Linked DNA regions of Gossypium arboreum: region 2 is linked to region 1. A link is a contact called in public Hi-C data. All regions are on one chromosome and are shown on one strand. The core of a region is the stretch at or near the end of the contact, and the rest is flanking DNA. Distances in the headings are between cores, read along the strand shown. Region 1 holds the start of LOC108480692. Region 2 holds the start of LOC108483317.

Region 1 (7,530 bases), core at 3,646-6,145:
TGTTTTATAATGGAATTTAATAAGATTTATACTGAATAAGTTTCCGGTTGAGAAACCAAAGATTTCAGTGTTAGAATAATTATAAATATGATTAGAGATTGAAGAATGAATTGATAAGTAAAGTCAAAGATAGAAAAGTATCAGATTGGCATAAGGATTATTGGAGTTATGCCTTTGTTCGATTAGAGAAGAAATTCATTTTGATAAATCAATTACTAAGGTACAAGGTCGAGAAAAGTGCAAATAAAAATTTATTCAGAACTAGTCTTCTTTAGTGAAAAGTAATATGAAATTTGTGATGGCAGAAATAGTTGGGGAAATGATATCTGAAATGTGTAATATCTAAGTGTGACAGTTACGGTTGGACAGATTTTAGCAGTTTCTTCTAAGATGTTCTATGTGTTTATCCGTTCCTAGAAATATTTCTATGGTTATTGACCTTTTGAAGAAATTCTTGTTATATAGGGATGTTTTCTAATCCTGATGTTAAATGAAAGCATTGGTAGCCTGACTGGTTTATAATTTATATTGCCCTATTCCTTCGGGCATTCTATTACATTCTGCCTGATAAAAAAAAAATTGATGAGAGAATATGTATGATACTATGATTTTGTTTCTTCTACTTGATGCTCCATTTGATATGTATATATATGGGAAGATACATTGTTCTTGTTGCATTTGATTCCAGTGAGACTAAATGATGTTTTCTACTGGATTTCTTTTCTCTGAGGAATTATCGGGATTTCTATATTTTCCTATGAGTTTGGTTTTCAATTTTCCGGCATAGTATCGTATCTTGGGTAGTATCGTATCTTGGGTTTCTTTATTCTGGATTTCTTTATTCTGGGTTTTTCTATCTTGGATTTCTTTATTCGGTTTTCTTGTTATCTTTATTCCGTAATTTGTCAACTATGACTCATGTTCGGAGTGCATTCTTCAGCTCGTGATAATCATGTCAAGTATGGCTATACTTCTGATTTGATTTGGGTGATGTGGTGATTTCAATATTGGGATTTTTCTAATTTTCGTAAGGTTTGACAACAAGAAGGTATAAGTGATAAAAGTGCGAGTTTCAATCGGTATGGTGGATTACTTCTCTCAAGTAAGTCAATTATAGTTAATGTCTTCAATTGAGATATTTTGGTACTTGAGCTAATGCAATTGAGACGGTTTTGATTAACGTAATGAATGAATAGTAAAGGATGGCATGATGAATTGTTTTGTAACTAGAAGAAAGGATTATTTTCGAGGTTATATCAGAATTATTTTCGTAGCGGAAAGAGGAAAATGTGATAGTGAGTAGCAAACTAAAAGAGTACAGTGAGGATCGACTTCTGATAATGAATTTCTGAATATATGAGAAATTAAAGAGATATATTGGAGGCACCGCCTGAGTGAAAGTTCTTCAACACTGAATATGAAATTGAGGAATCTAAGTGAAGACCACTTTTTTGGTAAGATTTTCGGGGACGAAAATCCCTAAAGGGGGGGAAGAATTGTAATATCTTTAATTAGGGCCTAATCGAAATAGTGGTTTCGTGATCACAAATTCGAGATAGAAATAATTATTTTATGATTATTTTGAGGTCTATGATATGATTGCATGATTGTGTGAAAATTTCGTGAAGAAATTCTATGCATAAAGTGCTTAATTTGAAGTTAGGGACTAAATTGAATAAGTTGCAAAACTTGCATTCTAGAAGTTTCTAGTATGAAATTGCTTTGAAATATTAATTAAGAGGTCTTAAATAGAAATTTGACCAATTTCAAAGTTTATGGACAAATATTGGACATGAATAGAATTTTTGGAAAGTTTAGTAGTAAGGTCATTTTGGTCATTTAGGGGTAAAATGAATTAAAATACAAAATTAAAAGCCAATTTTGCTCATCTTCTTCACCATGGACGTGTATACCAAGGGAGACTCCTTGGCTAGGGTTTCCAAGCTTCCAAGCTCGATTATGAAGGAAATCGAGATTCGGGCTTAAATCGGGAAAATACAAGGTTATGGACTAAAATGGTAAATTGCTATTTCTGGATCGAGGTAAGTTCGTATGATAATAATAATGCAATGTTATGTTTGAATTATATTTCTTACTATTATTGCATATATTTTATGATTTAATATATTGGAAAAGTTGATGGAATGGTGTTTATGATGTAGAAATATGACATGAAAGAATGTTACATGAAATGCAAGAAAATGAAGATACATGACAAGTGATATATGAAATATGTGATATATGTTATGTAAATTCTTAAAATCTGATTTGATATTTGAGTTGTGTCTTATTATACTATGAATGGACAATTGGTACTATGGATAGTGAGATCGACACTTCGAGTAAATTCGTACATAAATAATCTATTGATTCTTTTTATGTTATTATATTTTGATATCATATGAAATGTGGTTGCCTATCAAATGGTTATTTGATGTAAATTATGAATTTAAATTGATTACGGATAATTTAGTAAAATGTTGAAAAGTGAGGAATTTCCCGATTGAACATTCAGAATAAAAACGATACGAATGATCTATTGTGAGGTCTCATGTGTAGTACTAAGTGCGAGCTACTATGCGTGCAAACTGTGATCACGTGTGTAGTACTAAGTGCAGGCTACTACGTGTATTAGATGGTGAGGTCACGTGTGTAGTACTAAGTGCAGGCTACTACGTGTACCAGATTGTTGGTCGCATGTGTAGTACTAAGTGCAGGCTACTATGCGTACCAAATAGCTTCGGCTACAAGTGTGGAAATGGGAAAATGTGCAGGCAATTGTGTATCTGTTATTATTCCGATGAGTTCAACGGGAAATCGATTAAATGAAAATACATGTGAAAGTGATTATGTGATGAACAAGTGCAAGTATATGTTTATTTGAATTTATGAGCAATATGCTCAATATTTGAGCGAACCTCGGTAAAATGGAATGGATTAAGTGAAATTGTGTAAAAGTGAACTTTAGTAGTAAAATAGTATTAGACAGCAGCAGTGCATGACTTTGAAAATTCACCAAAAATTATGTAAGTTGAATTAAATTTAAAAAAATTATGGAAATAAAGCTTAATGAGTCTATTTTCACATGAAAGAAACAGGGGAAGCAAAAAAATTCTATATTGTGTGATATTTGAATTCTTGTGAAACAGGTCTGAATGAATTGAGATCCCTGCTCGACTTTAGAAATTCACCATAAGTTGTACAAAAATTATTGAGAGTCATAACTTAAATGCATGGATTCCTTATTGAATCTAATTTTAAGGAAACAAACGGCATGTCGTTGGAATTCTATCAGGAGAAATTCGGTTCAGTAGTACACGAGGGTCGAGTAGTCATACCTCAAACAGGGAGACTTTAACTAATAAACTGTACTAAATGGCCCAACCAAAATTCTAGAAAAAATTAGTAAGTAGACATATGAGTCTAGTTTCATATAAAATTTACTGAATTGGATTTAGAGTTTTGTAACTTGAGATATGATTTTTTAACACGGGACTCCGAAAACACATCTGAATATGTGTAATTGTACAATTATAGTGTTTTATCTTGAAAAGCATGGTAGTAATTGCTTATTATTTTCATATGAACTTACTAAGCGTAAAGCTTACCCATCCTCTCCATTTCTTTAGTATTGGCAGGTCGGCTCGGGGTTGGAGATCGTTGGAGGCAAAATCACACTATCAAACTATCATTTTTGGGAAAATTAATTCAAATATTAGAAATATCAAGTGAGTGGCATGTATAGGAAGTTGGTTTGTGATATGTATTTTTATTATGATTTTGACCATACGTATCTGCCTACATTGAGTTATTGTATAAAATCATGAGATGTGGTACATATCTATTATGGTCTATAAGTTTAATTAATCGTGTCATGTCCTATGTTTTGATGTGATGATATAGTTAGCTTTGTTTGTTATGCATGTGTTCGAAAAGTTTTGAATTAAATGAAATTTTATGGTCTGGTTTTCGTCTATGTGTATTGTTAAGTCTGGTAATGCCTCGTACTCTGTTCTGGCCTTGGATACGGGTAAGGGGTGTTACATTTCAAGTATGAGAACCAGAGGTAAAGATTGAAATGGAAAGGGTTGGTGATAACGGTAGCAGTGACGGCGTTGGAGTTTGGGAGAAGAATAAAGAAAGGAGAGAAGAAAAAAAGGAAAAACAAAAGAAGGGAAGGGAAGGGAAAAAGAGAGAGAGAGAGAGCATGAAAAAATTGAAGGGGAGAAAAAAAAATAATAAAAGGGAAGAAGAAGAAAAAATAAAAAATATTTTTTCCACGTGTAATTATATAATTGGGCTCCATTTTATTGGCAATGGTTGACTGATTGAAGTATGAAAACGAAAAAAAAATATAGTTTACATATTCAAATTAATAAAAAAAAAGTTTAAATATAGAAAAAGGGTATAGTATAAGGTAGAGCCCTAACAAAATTTTAGGTCCAATTAATAAGCCTGGGCTGACTTGACCCGAAAAATGGGCCTAAATTTTTGCTCAAGCCTGGTTCGTTCATATTAAAATTTTTATTTTATTTTTATATAAAACTGTAAAAAATAATTAATCAAAAACACTAAAATTAAAATAAATGTTTCTCAACAAATTAAAAATAAATTTAAAAAGTTATACTTAAATAACATTAATATAGGTACAATTTAACAAGCAAATAGCTATAAAATAATAGCAAAATTAATAATAAAATAAGAGTTATATAATATCCAAATAATAATAACAAAATAACAACAAAACATTAGTAAAATGACAATAAAATAATAAAATATTAATTTTTTAAAAGTAAAATACCAAACAAAATTTACAAATTCGGGTCGAGCCAAACTAAATTCAAACCAAAAAAATATTATCCAATACTGAACCCCGTGTCTAAAGTAACCTTATTATTTTGCTCAATCCTATTTTTTGACATATATTTTTTCACTTTTCGAACGAGCTTGTATCGGCCCGGCTAAATATATCCCTAAGTCTTTTCTCTTTCTTCTATCATCATCTTACTCCGACCATCGTCTATCTCCTGTCTCTCGTCTCTACGAATCAGTTTTTCTTTTCTTTTTCTTCTCTTATCATCTCAGTTCTCACCCACCGCCGTGTTCGCTGGTTTTTTGCGGATGTGACCCGTATCCCGTGTCGACACGGTTACGGCACCCCAAATTGCCGAGTCCGGGTAACGAAGCCTAAATCTTAAGGGGGTCAAGCTTTTTCTTCATTAGAAATTGTTTAGTGTAGTGAAACTGCTTGCTTTTGATTATAACCATAATTGAATACAATACTTAGCTTCGATGGGGTCACTCCTAGTAGCTTCCCCTCTACTCCTTCCCTCACTTTCCCGTAGCTTCCTTCCTAAACTCCAATCTCAGCCTCAACATATTAGCCCTCGCATTTCCCTATGTAATCAATACCCTTTTCGCCTTTCATTTCAATCCAGTTTTCCTCGTAAGTCACTATGCTGTCATCGGTCATTAGCAGGGGCTTTTAATGCTTCAAGCGAGGGGACGGTGTCGGTTATCAATATCGAAGATTTTAATGAAAAAGATTGGTCATTTCTTGATTCGGAAGAGTTAAATTCCGAGCAAGCTAAACGAAATATCGACCGCATTACATCTGCCGGAGAAATATCGGAGTCGTCAAGGGTTCTAGTTTCGGTCGGTTCGGAAGGATTTGTGGATCATTTAGTTGAATCATCAACTACCCAATTGTTGCTTGTAGTCCATGATTCTATTTTTTTCTTAGCTGGGATTAAGGAGAAATACGATGAGGTTAAGTGTTGGCAAGGGGAATTGATTTATGTGCCGGAAAAATGGACACCGTTTGATGTCATATTTCTCTATTTTCTGCCTGCCTTGCTATTCGAACTTGACCAAATATTTGCGGCGCTGGCGAAACGTTGTTCATCAGGTAATCCATTTCTAAGTTTTTACTTTTGTTCAGATACTGTTTGCTTGCTATAACTATTTCTGCATATAATTTCATGGTTGGAACCCAATAGCTATGTGTTCTAATGATAGAATGTCGGGTTTGGAGTTCAGACTCTTAGTTTTAGTTATCAGAGTTCAGTGATTGAAAGTGTCAAATAAAACAGGAGGGGAAAAGAAGGCATTTTCACCATTAGAATATCATAGTGGAAACTTCAACCATATGCAAACAAACAAGAAACAAAGGTGTTGAAAGGACCGTAGAAATAAAGATACAATTAGATCTGACATGTCACATGACACTGTATTTCATCAATCACGTCAATTTGGTTAAAATTTTTAATATAATCAATCAATTTGGTTGAAATTTTTAATATAAAGGATTAATTTAATTTTTTATTTAACATATAAGGATTAATTTACTTAATTTTTTAGTAGAGAAGTAAAATGTAATTTGACTCGGCTCAATGGTATTTTTACGAAACAAAGGCTTGGTATATTTTGCAAGTACTAGAATAAGGAGGCAATGCTGCTTCTGTTTTTCATTTTTCTTAAAAGAATTTGTATCCTACACAGTTTTTTCATGTGCGTATGAGGATATTTTTTAGGGATAACAATGGGAAGGGTCGGTTTTTTGCTTGCCTTGATCATGACCCAATTTTTACTTACATATCTGAACACCCTGGCTCTTAACTGTATTTAGTATTTTTAGGAGCTGTTTAAGCCATGACTGCAATATGAGATTGTGAGTGTTACTGTTGTATAGGTGCAAGAGTGGTTATTAGCCATCCCCAAGGGAGGGAAGTGCTAGAGCAGCAACGGAAAGAGTTTCCCGACATTGTAAACGGAAACTTGCCCGACAAAACCACGTTACAGAAAGTTGCAGCTGACCATTCCTTTGAGATGACCGAATTTGTTGATGAGCCTGGATTTTATCTAGCTGTTTTGAAGTTTAGCGAGGCAAATTAGTTAAAAACTTTTTTGGATTTCTACTTAAAACTAGGTGCTTCATTGTTGAATCAAATTAAGTTCGGGTTTTTACTTTTTCATCAAATTAAATTTAGGCAGGTTGGGGTTTGAATTTTTTTCAAACTTGTGTTTATTATTATTACTATTATTATTATTAGGTCTACATAGGTGAACAAGATCCCATACTAACCCAGGAAAGTCTTGGGAGAAAATCTACCCTAATCAATGTCCAAAGTCCAAGCTATAATTGAACTTTACAGGGTTTTTCAAGGATGGTAAATTATTAGTTTGTTAATAGAAACATCTACTTGTTGGAAACTGTTTCTTCTCCTGGAAAGTCCAGCTAGTTATTTTGATTAAATTCGAAAAGCAGATTTGATTTTCGTAATCAACTTCAAATTTGATTATTTATCCTCGAATTCAATTATGAAATCAATACTAAAAACTAAAAATAAAATTGATTAGGTTCAAGCACTAAGATTCTAATAAGTTCGATCTTATTGAGTTCTATTTTTAAAAATTTAAACTGGTTTAATTATATTCAATTAACGTCATTGATTAAAAATGAATTTAATTTGGTTATTTGTGTACAGAGTTCATTTTAAATTCAATACTAATTAAAATTTAAAAAAATTT
Region 2 (7,701 bases), core at 1,321-3,820, 190 kb before region 1:
TTTATTTATCTATTAAGCCCGAGAAGTTAAAGAAGGAGAAACAAGCAAGGGCAAAGCCAAGGACATCGAGTAGCCGGGTCGGAACCGTTATACTCAACGCAAGGTAAGTCTTTAAGCACTTGTTGTGAGAACTCCTTGATAGATATTTTTCGAGTGATTCTCCTATTTATTAATATGATTATATGTACAATTTGAATTTAGTAAATTGCTTTACCATGATGAATTGACATAAGGCACAATGTGTGCAAAGACTATGTGGCACTATGTGTGCCGATTGGAAGGTTGAGGCATGAGGCTATCTCAAATGCACTATGTGTGCGATTCACTATGGCACTATGTGTGCGATTTACTATGGCACTATGTGTGCTATTTACTATGGCACTATGTGTGCGATTTACTATGGCACTATGTGTGCGATTTACTATGGCACTATGTGTGCGATTTACTATGGCACTATGTGTGCGATTTACTATAGCACTATGTGTGCGATTTGCTATAGCTCTATGTGTGCGAACATAATAAGCACTATGTGTGCCACATTCGGTTGTGGAAATAAATTGTGCATGAACGAGGTAAGTGATTGAGTTACTAACTAAATATCGAATTGGGATTGTACGGTGTGCGCATAAAATTATCTAGTGCATCGTTGTTCCAACTTGAGGAAACGGATCCAAATCGATTAATGACTTGGCGTTTGATTTGGTTGAAGGATTTGGCATGAGACCGAACCAAAAATTTTAGAAATTGCAGTATAGTTTGTTATGGCTGGAAACATCTATTTTGTATTATTTGATTATTCACTTATGATTGTTATTGTTGATGGTAGAGTAGTGCTTACGACTTCTTGAGTTATGTACTCATTTGGTGTGCTTATTTGTTGTTTATTTAGGTTCTTGATCCATTTTGCGTGCTTTCGGACTGTCATCGAAGTCATCACACCGTCTAGCGACTTTTTGGTATCTTCTTCTTAGATGGTTTAAGAAAACATTTCGGCATGTATAGGCTATTATGTTTTGTTTGAACTTGGTATGTAAAATTTTGAATAGCCACGCGAAAATGGCTTATAAATGTTTTGAGCATAATGTTATAATCATTCGGTATGTATATGCTCATTAAGAGGCATGGAAGTGTTTGGCAATGACCAGCCATAAAAAAAAAGGGTGGTGGAATCATGCTTATATTTTGGACCATATATAAAAAAAAGGGTGGTGGAATCATAGAAACTATGTGTTAGAGAAAGTCTACCCTAGAAAATGATGCTGGCAGCAACAGTGATGTGGATGTGAAAAATCACTAAAAATAGTAGGAATGGAATTAAATAGTGAATAAATTATGTAAATGAACCTTGATGAATCTATTTTCATATGGAAGAAACGAAACGGTTATATGAGTTGTATGTTAAGAGATATTTGGGTTTTAGTGAAACAGGGCCAGAACGGTTTCTGGATTCCCTGTTCCGACTTTGAAAATTCATTATAAATTAACCAGAAATAATTAGGAGTCATACCATATATGTATAAATTCCTCCTTGAGTCTAGTTTCTATAGAAACAAACGGAACCCGTATTGAAGTCCTGCACAGGGAGTTATTCGAGTTGTAACGCATGAAGGTCAGTGTAGTCGGCCCCTGTAACATGGGAGAGTTTAACTAATAAAATGTACTAATTGGCTTGACCAAAAATTCTAGAAAAAAAATATGTAGATGGAAATATGAGTCTAGTTTCAGAAAAAAATTACAAAGCTGATTTTCGAGTTGTAAAACTCAAGTTATGATTTTTGAAGCGACTAGCACACAGATTGGCAGCTTGTCTGGAACTTTTCAATAAGTGGTTTGAGGTCTGTTGACACCTCGTGTTCGACTCCGGCGACGGTCTCGGGTTCGGGGCGTTACAATATAGGAAGTAGTTCTAATAATCAGTTAGAAGAAATTTCTAAGAATGAACATAAATATGTATTTTTCATCATTTGTATCAGAATCTGTTTCTGATATTAATTCATATATATGGTGCGAGAAAGAGGGAGAGAGATGGGTCTAGGGAAAAGGGAGAGGACGAGTGTAGGGTAGGGATTTTCAGTTTATTTAATATTAATATAATATTTTAATTTATTATTATATTTTTTAAAATATTTATTTTATATATTTTTAAATTTTATAATTTATATATTATGATTTCTTGTCAATAATATATTTTTATTTTTATATATTTTTAAATTTATTATTATATTTTTAAAAATATTTATGTATTTTATATATTTCTTTAAAATTTTTAGAATTAGGATCAAATTGAGATAATTGTAAATTTCAAGGTTAATTTTTAAAATTATGATTAAATTGATATAATATGTAAAAGTTGAGAGTTAAATTTATTATTATATCAATTTTTTAATTGTTATATTAAGTTGCTGCTTGTGATTTTTAGAAAAGTGACTAAAATAATCAAATTATTTAATATAAATACTTAAATTATAAACCTTTTATTTTAAGTGCCTAAAATAAAAAAATTTTGATATTGGGTTAATTACATAGTTTACGCTTTAAAAAATACAATGTTGTAGGATTGGATAAAGTTGACAGGTAAATTACATCTCAACTAATCCCAAAAAGAAATTAAAAACAAAACTTGGGCGCTGGCTTCCGTACGACGGCGTTTTAGGTCCCCTAATTTTCAGATAAAGACCGTTAGGTGTAGTTTGACAAGTAAACTCGATTCAACAACGCTCAAAACCCAATTCTTTTGTATTTGATACCATAGAGTTTTGTTCCCGGAATCCCGCGTGATAAAAATGTTGAATTTCCCAGGTAATTCTTTCTTTTTTTTGGGTCTTAGATTCTGCTAATTAGTTTGTTTTTTAAAGTTAATCAGTTCTTGGATTTGATTTTTATTTTCAGTCTTTCTTATCAATTTAATTGAAAACCCTAATTTCATCAATTCATGAACGATTCCCGCTCTATCAATCTTTGAAGTTTTGAAAATTATGATATATGTACTTTTTTGTTCTTTATCAGAGCTGTGGATATGAAAGAAAAGAAAACAATCTCTCCACTTAGGCGCATTTTAGTGAATTGTACGGCACAGGTTTGTCCATGAAGTCTCAATTTGTTCTACTGATTTAGTATCATTACATCTAGTTGCGGGATTTTCTTTTTTTGTTTGCAGTACGCTTTAAGTTCATGAATGAGTAATTTTAGGTTGAAAATGAACAAAAATATGATTGCAGAAAGATATTACCTTGAACCTGCTGTTAAATTCTGCTTGTGGTCAGCTCATTGTTTCGATTACAATTGTGTCTTTTCAGGTGAATGAATACGGCGCCTGTGTTGCAGCAAAAGTTCCTGAAGTTGAACGTGATATGTGTTTGAAAGAATTTCTTGCACTAAAGACTTGCATGCAGAATACGGTATCCATATTTTAGGATTGTTTAGGAACATATTTTTATATTAAAAAAGAAATACACCGTATTTGATAATTGGGTTGCAAAGATCTTATCCTTTTCGTTCTTGAAAAACTGTGCTAAGATTAATGTTTTCAACTTTCTTTTGATTTATAGCTCCGGGGAAAGGTGTAATATTTGGAGCTTTGGGTTTGCAGTTTGTATGATAAGGTAAACCCAATGAACTTTTCTGTTTATTCTTTGATGCTAGTTTTTAAGTTATGATACATTCTTTCTTTTGTACTGATACTATCTTTTGTGCTTTATTGGTGTTATTATTCACCAGCAATTTGAATTTTCAGGCTAAAAATACAAGATAACCTTAGAAAGATGGCCTGGAAAGCTTCAAGTTCGCAAGCTAGTGTTGGTGGTCTGGGATCTGGTGCTCTATCACATGTTTTCATACAATATCCCCCTCTCCGTTGCAACATTCCTGGATCAAGAGGTTTCTATTATGATGATGGAAATAAATTACTCATCTCTCCTACATCTGACCAGGTTTAATAGTTCTGAACTTAAATAGCATTGTAGAAGCTTTTTAAATATTGCAGTTCCATATTTTACATTCTTTTCTGCACAGATCTTTTCGTGGAAAACTGCTCCATTTTCTCCTCTTGCTGCCCCTATCACTGATTCGATAACTGAAGGGCCTATCTGTTCTGTCCGGTTTTCTCTAGATGAAAAGATTATAGCAGTCCAACGGTCCAATATTTCTATACAATTTTGGCATAGAGAAACAGAGGAAACTTTCACTCACAGGTGCAAATCCGAGTCAGAGAGTATACTGGGGTTCTTCTGGACAGATTGTCCATCATGTGATATTGTAATTGTGAAGACCAGGTAGGGAGAAGTTTCTTGTCTGTCTTACTTGTACGGTGGATAATGATTTTGTCATTGTGTATATCTCAAACTGATGTTTTACATATGAATTTAGCTTCTACTGAGATATGATTTTCCTGGAAAGGAATAAAATTTTGTATGATAGCAATGTTACTTTGAAGCTGAATTCTCACTTCACTTTAACTTGGATATCTAATGTACAAAGTTTCCATGGTTATACTGGTTACTAGAAGTTTTTGTTACTTGCCAACTATTTGGTAATTACTTTCTTTTTTTTACTTCTCTAAAAGAGGAGCATGACAACTTATAGTTTAGAATCTCTGTCCAAATCCAACCCAACCCTTATTACTCAAACTATGCTTCAGTGTGAAATTTGGAGTTACACTTAGCATGCATAAAAAGGATGTTAAATTCACCTATTCGACATCCTTCTATCCTACCCTAATTATTTATAGCAATGACACTCTTTCAGGCAATGCAACTAGGTAAAGAAGTTTTAGAACTTCTGTATTAGTCATGGCTCTGTGCATTTTCTTTTGCGATTTTTCTATGAAACTCTGCTGTCTTTTCTGCATGGCCAAAGACAGAAGTAATGAATATGAAAACAGAAAGGAAAATGATTATCAATTTTGGGAAGTATTTGTTGTTAGAAATTTTATCTGCCTGTGTGAAGGAGAACAAAGTATGAAAGCTATTTTTGAGGAGATGCTTCTCTAGCATGGATCCTGATTAACCACTGATTTCCTATTCCAAAATCAATTCTCTTGCATTTTATACTTGTAAATTTCATTTAGGAACTTAAATGGATTTTGCATCTTACATAATCAAGTCAACCTTCAAGATCTGCAATCGTCATTGTCCATGTTATTGAAAATAATCATCCTTCTTTTAGCTTTATGCGTTATGTTGTTATACTTATTTCTATTTTTCCTTTTCATGTTTCTACTTGCACCAAAGATTTAATGTACTCTATTTACTGAAATGAAATTTAATTGCAGTGGGTTGGACTTGTTTGCTTATGATTCTACCCCGAAGTCACTTATCTTGGTTGAGACAAAGAAATTGGCTGTTAGTTGGTATGTCTACACACATGAGAGCAGATTGATTCTCCTTGCTTCAGGAATGCAGTGCAAGACGTTCCATGGATTTCAGGTATGGTTATGAGCTTCACCAGCTCTATTTCTAGAATCCTCCTAGATTTAGTCTCTACATTGGCTAGGCTATGTGCCCTATGCACGAAATAAACTTTGAAATTGGTCTTGGTGATAAATGTGAGAAAATGGAAAACTGAAGTTATTCAACTACTTAAGTGCACATGAATACGTAGCATCAAAGTGCACAACTCCCTTCTGATACCTTTAATGAACAGTACAGATAGATTATGATCCTTTTTGTTCCCAGTTCCATTGATTTGACATGTTTCTATCTCTTATCTTCAGCTTTCATCTGCTGGGATTATTCGATTACCAAAGTTTGAGATGGTAATGGCTAAACCTGAAGCTAACAGTAAGCCTGTCCTTGCTTCTGAAGATGTCTATATTGTCACTGTGTATGTTTCTTTCACTGTTTTTGCTTGTATACTAAATTGATTGATAAATGATTTATATATTAATATTTGCTTTTACACTATGACAGTTATGGGAGAATTTACTGCTTGCAAGTTGATAGAGTTGCAATGGTACTGCATTCATATCGGTTTTACCGTGATGCTATTATCCAACAGGTAGGGTTACTCAAAACTGCCTCTAGTTAGTTTCAGGTACAGGCTCTATTCAATTGGTTTTGAGTTGGAATTGTAACCATATTCATTCCATTTGCAGGGTTCATTACCAATTTACTCGAGCAAGGTTGCTGTGAGTGTGGTTGATAATGTACTACTTGTGCACCAAGTAGATGCAAAAGTTGTTATACTCTATGACATATTTGCAGATTCTCGAGCTCCCATATCTGCCCCACTTCCTGTACTATTGAGGGGTTTTCAAAGGTCCGATATTTCTAATTCTCGACCTAGCACCAAGGAAAGTGAAAGTTCAGAGGCCTCTGATTCAAATGATAATGAAGCAATTATTTATGGAGCTGACTGGACCTTTTTGGTTCCTGACCTTATATGTGATGTAGCTAATAAGCTTTTATGGAAGATCCACTTAGACTTGGAGGTAAGTCCTGTTGGTCATACTTTGTTATCTTTTTATAGTTAATTCTCGTAATTACTGCTCCCTTTCTCTCTTTGCAGGCAATTTCTGCTAGTTCCTCTGAAGTTCCATTGGTATTGGAATTCTTGCAAAGACGAAAGTTGGAAGCCAACAAGGTCAATTCTCAGCTATCTTCTTTCTCTTTCCACAATAAAGGGTGATATAATCATTAACCAGTTTTAGCATATATTGTTCCTGCTATTTCAGGCGAAACAACTATGTTTGGCAATTACGCAAACAATGATTCTAGAACACAGACCTATCACCGTGGTTGCCAAGGCAATGGATGTATTAGTCACCTCGTATTCGCTCTCTCTTAAAACTGGCAGTTATTTCAAGGGAATAAAGACTGAGAGGATCCCCTCAAGTGTGCCAAATGTGAGTGGCCCAGGGCAAGCCACAGGTGTATTCACCAGCAGAACCGATGGAAAATCTGTCCAACATGAACCTGCTACCAGAGTCAACAGTGTATCTTTTAGTAGACCTTCAACTTATTCGTCTTCAGAGACGGAGGATAATTGCAGCTTTGAACCATCGAAAATCAGCTCAAATGATACTCAGTTTGTTGGTGGCAAAGTGGATGCAAGTGCTGAAAGTTCTACCACTGATAATCCATTAAATGCTAGTGTTTCTGAGCAGCAGAAGTCTCAGCTCACTTCACCTGCAATTTCACCCGATGAGATGTACAGATCTGTCTTTGCTCCTATTGAGGAAGAGATGACTGTGGAGCCTTCTTATCTGGTTGCCATCATTCTTGAGTTTTTTCGATGGTATGGTAATGATTTGAAGTGGTTTACAACTCTTGTGCATGGCAATTCTAAAGGATTCTTAGAATGTGATTGAAACTTCTAAAGAACTACTTTAATCATATCTGGATATATAAACAAAGCTTCCTGTTGTGGATAAACTGTTGTTTAATCATGTTTGCTTAGCCATTTATATGGTAAATAGAAACGTAGGTTATCCAATAAATCATTTCTTGGTTACTGAGGAAGTAGTTTGTACTTTGCTCCATGAAATCTTATTCATTTCCTTTCTGCAGTGCCAACTTAGAAAGGGTCAAAGTGCATCCAAGCCTATATGTGTTAACTATTCAACTATTGGCCCGCAGTGAGCAATATGCAGAACTTAGTTTGTTCATCATAAACAAGGTTTAACAAATCTCTTTACCTCCACAATAAGTGTGCCTTGAATTAGAATGAAAAGTTATTGACTGGATTGGCATTTTTTAAGAGTTT

The links. A called contact is a pair of places that touch in the nucleus more often than the background predicts.
Region 2: a contact with region 1 is called in a Hi-C map of leaf, with 5 times the contacts expected there. The contact joins the promoter of LOC108483317 here to the promoter of LOC108480692 in region 1. A contact is called at or near these places in 2 of 5 Hi-C or Micro-C datasets (both in leaf).

What each region holds. Positions count from the first base shown.
Region 1 is chr1:70,752,000-70,759,529 of ASM2569848v2, reverse strand. LOC108480692 reads left to right here and starts at 4,895. Exons shown (of 2, transcript XM_017783767.2): 1 at 4,895-5,908; 2 at 6,692-7,212. The coding sequence starts at 5,293. The coding sequence ends at 6,894.
Region 2 is chr1:70,934,577-70,942,277 of ASM2569848v2, reverse strand. It overlaps LOC108483317, which reads left to right and starts at 2,570. Exons shown (of 13, transcript XM_053028991.1): 1 at 2,570-2,799; 2 at 3,297-3,398; 3 at 3,734-3,929; 4 at 4,012-4,271; 5 at 5,270-5,423; 6 at 5,711-5,820; 7 at 5,907-5,994; 8 at 6,092-6,427; 9 at 6,505-6,579; 10 at 6,671-7,233; 11 at 7,506-7,614. The coding sequence starts at 3,762.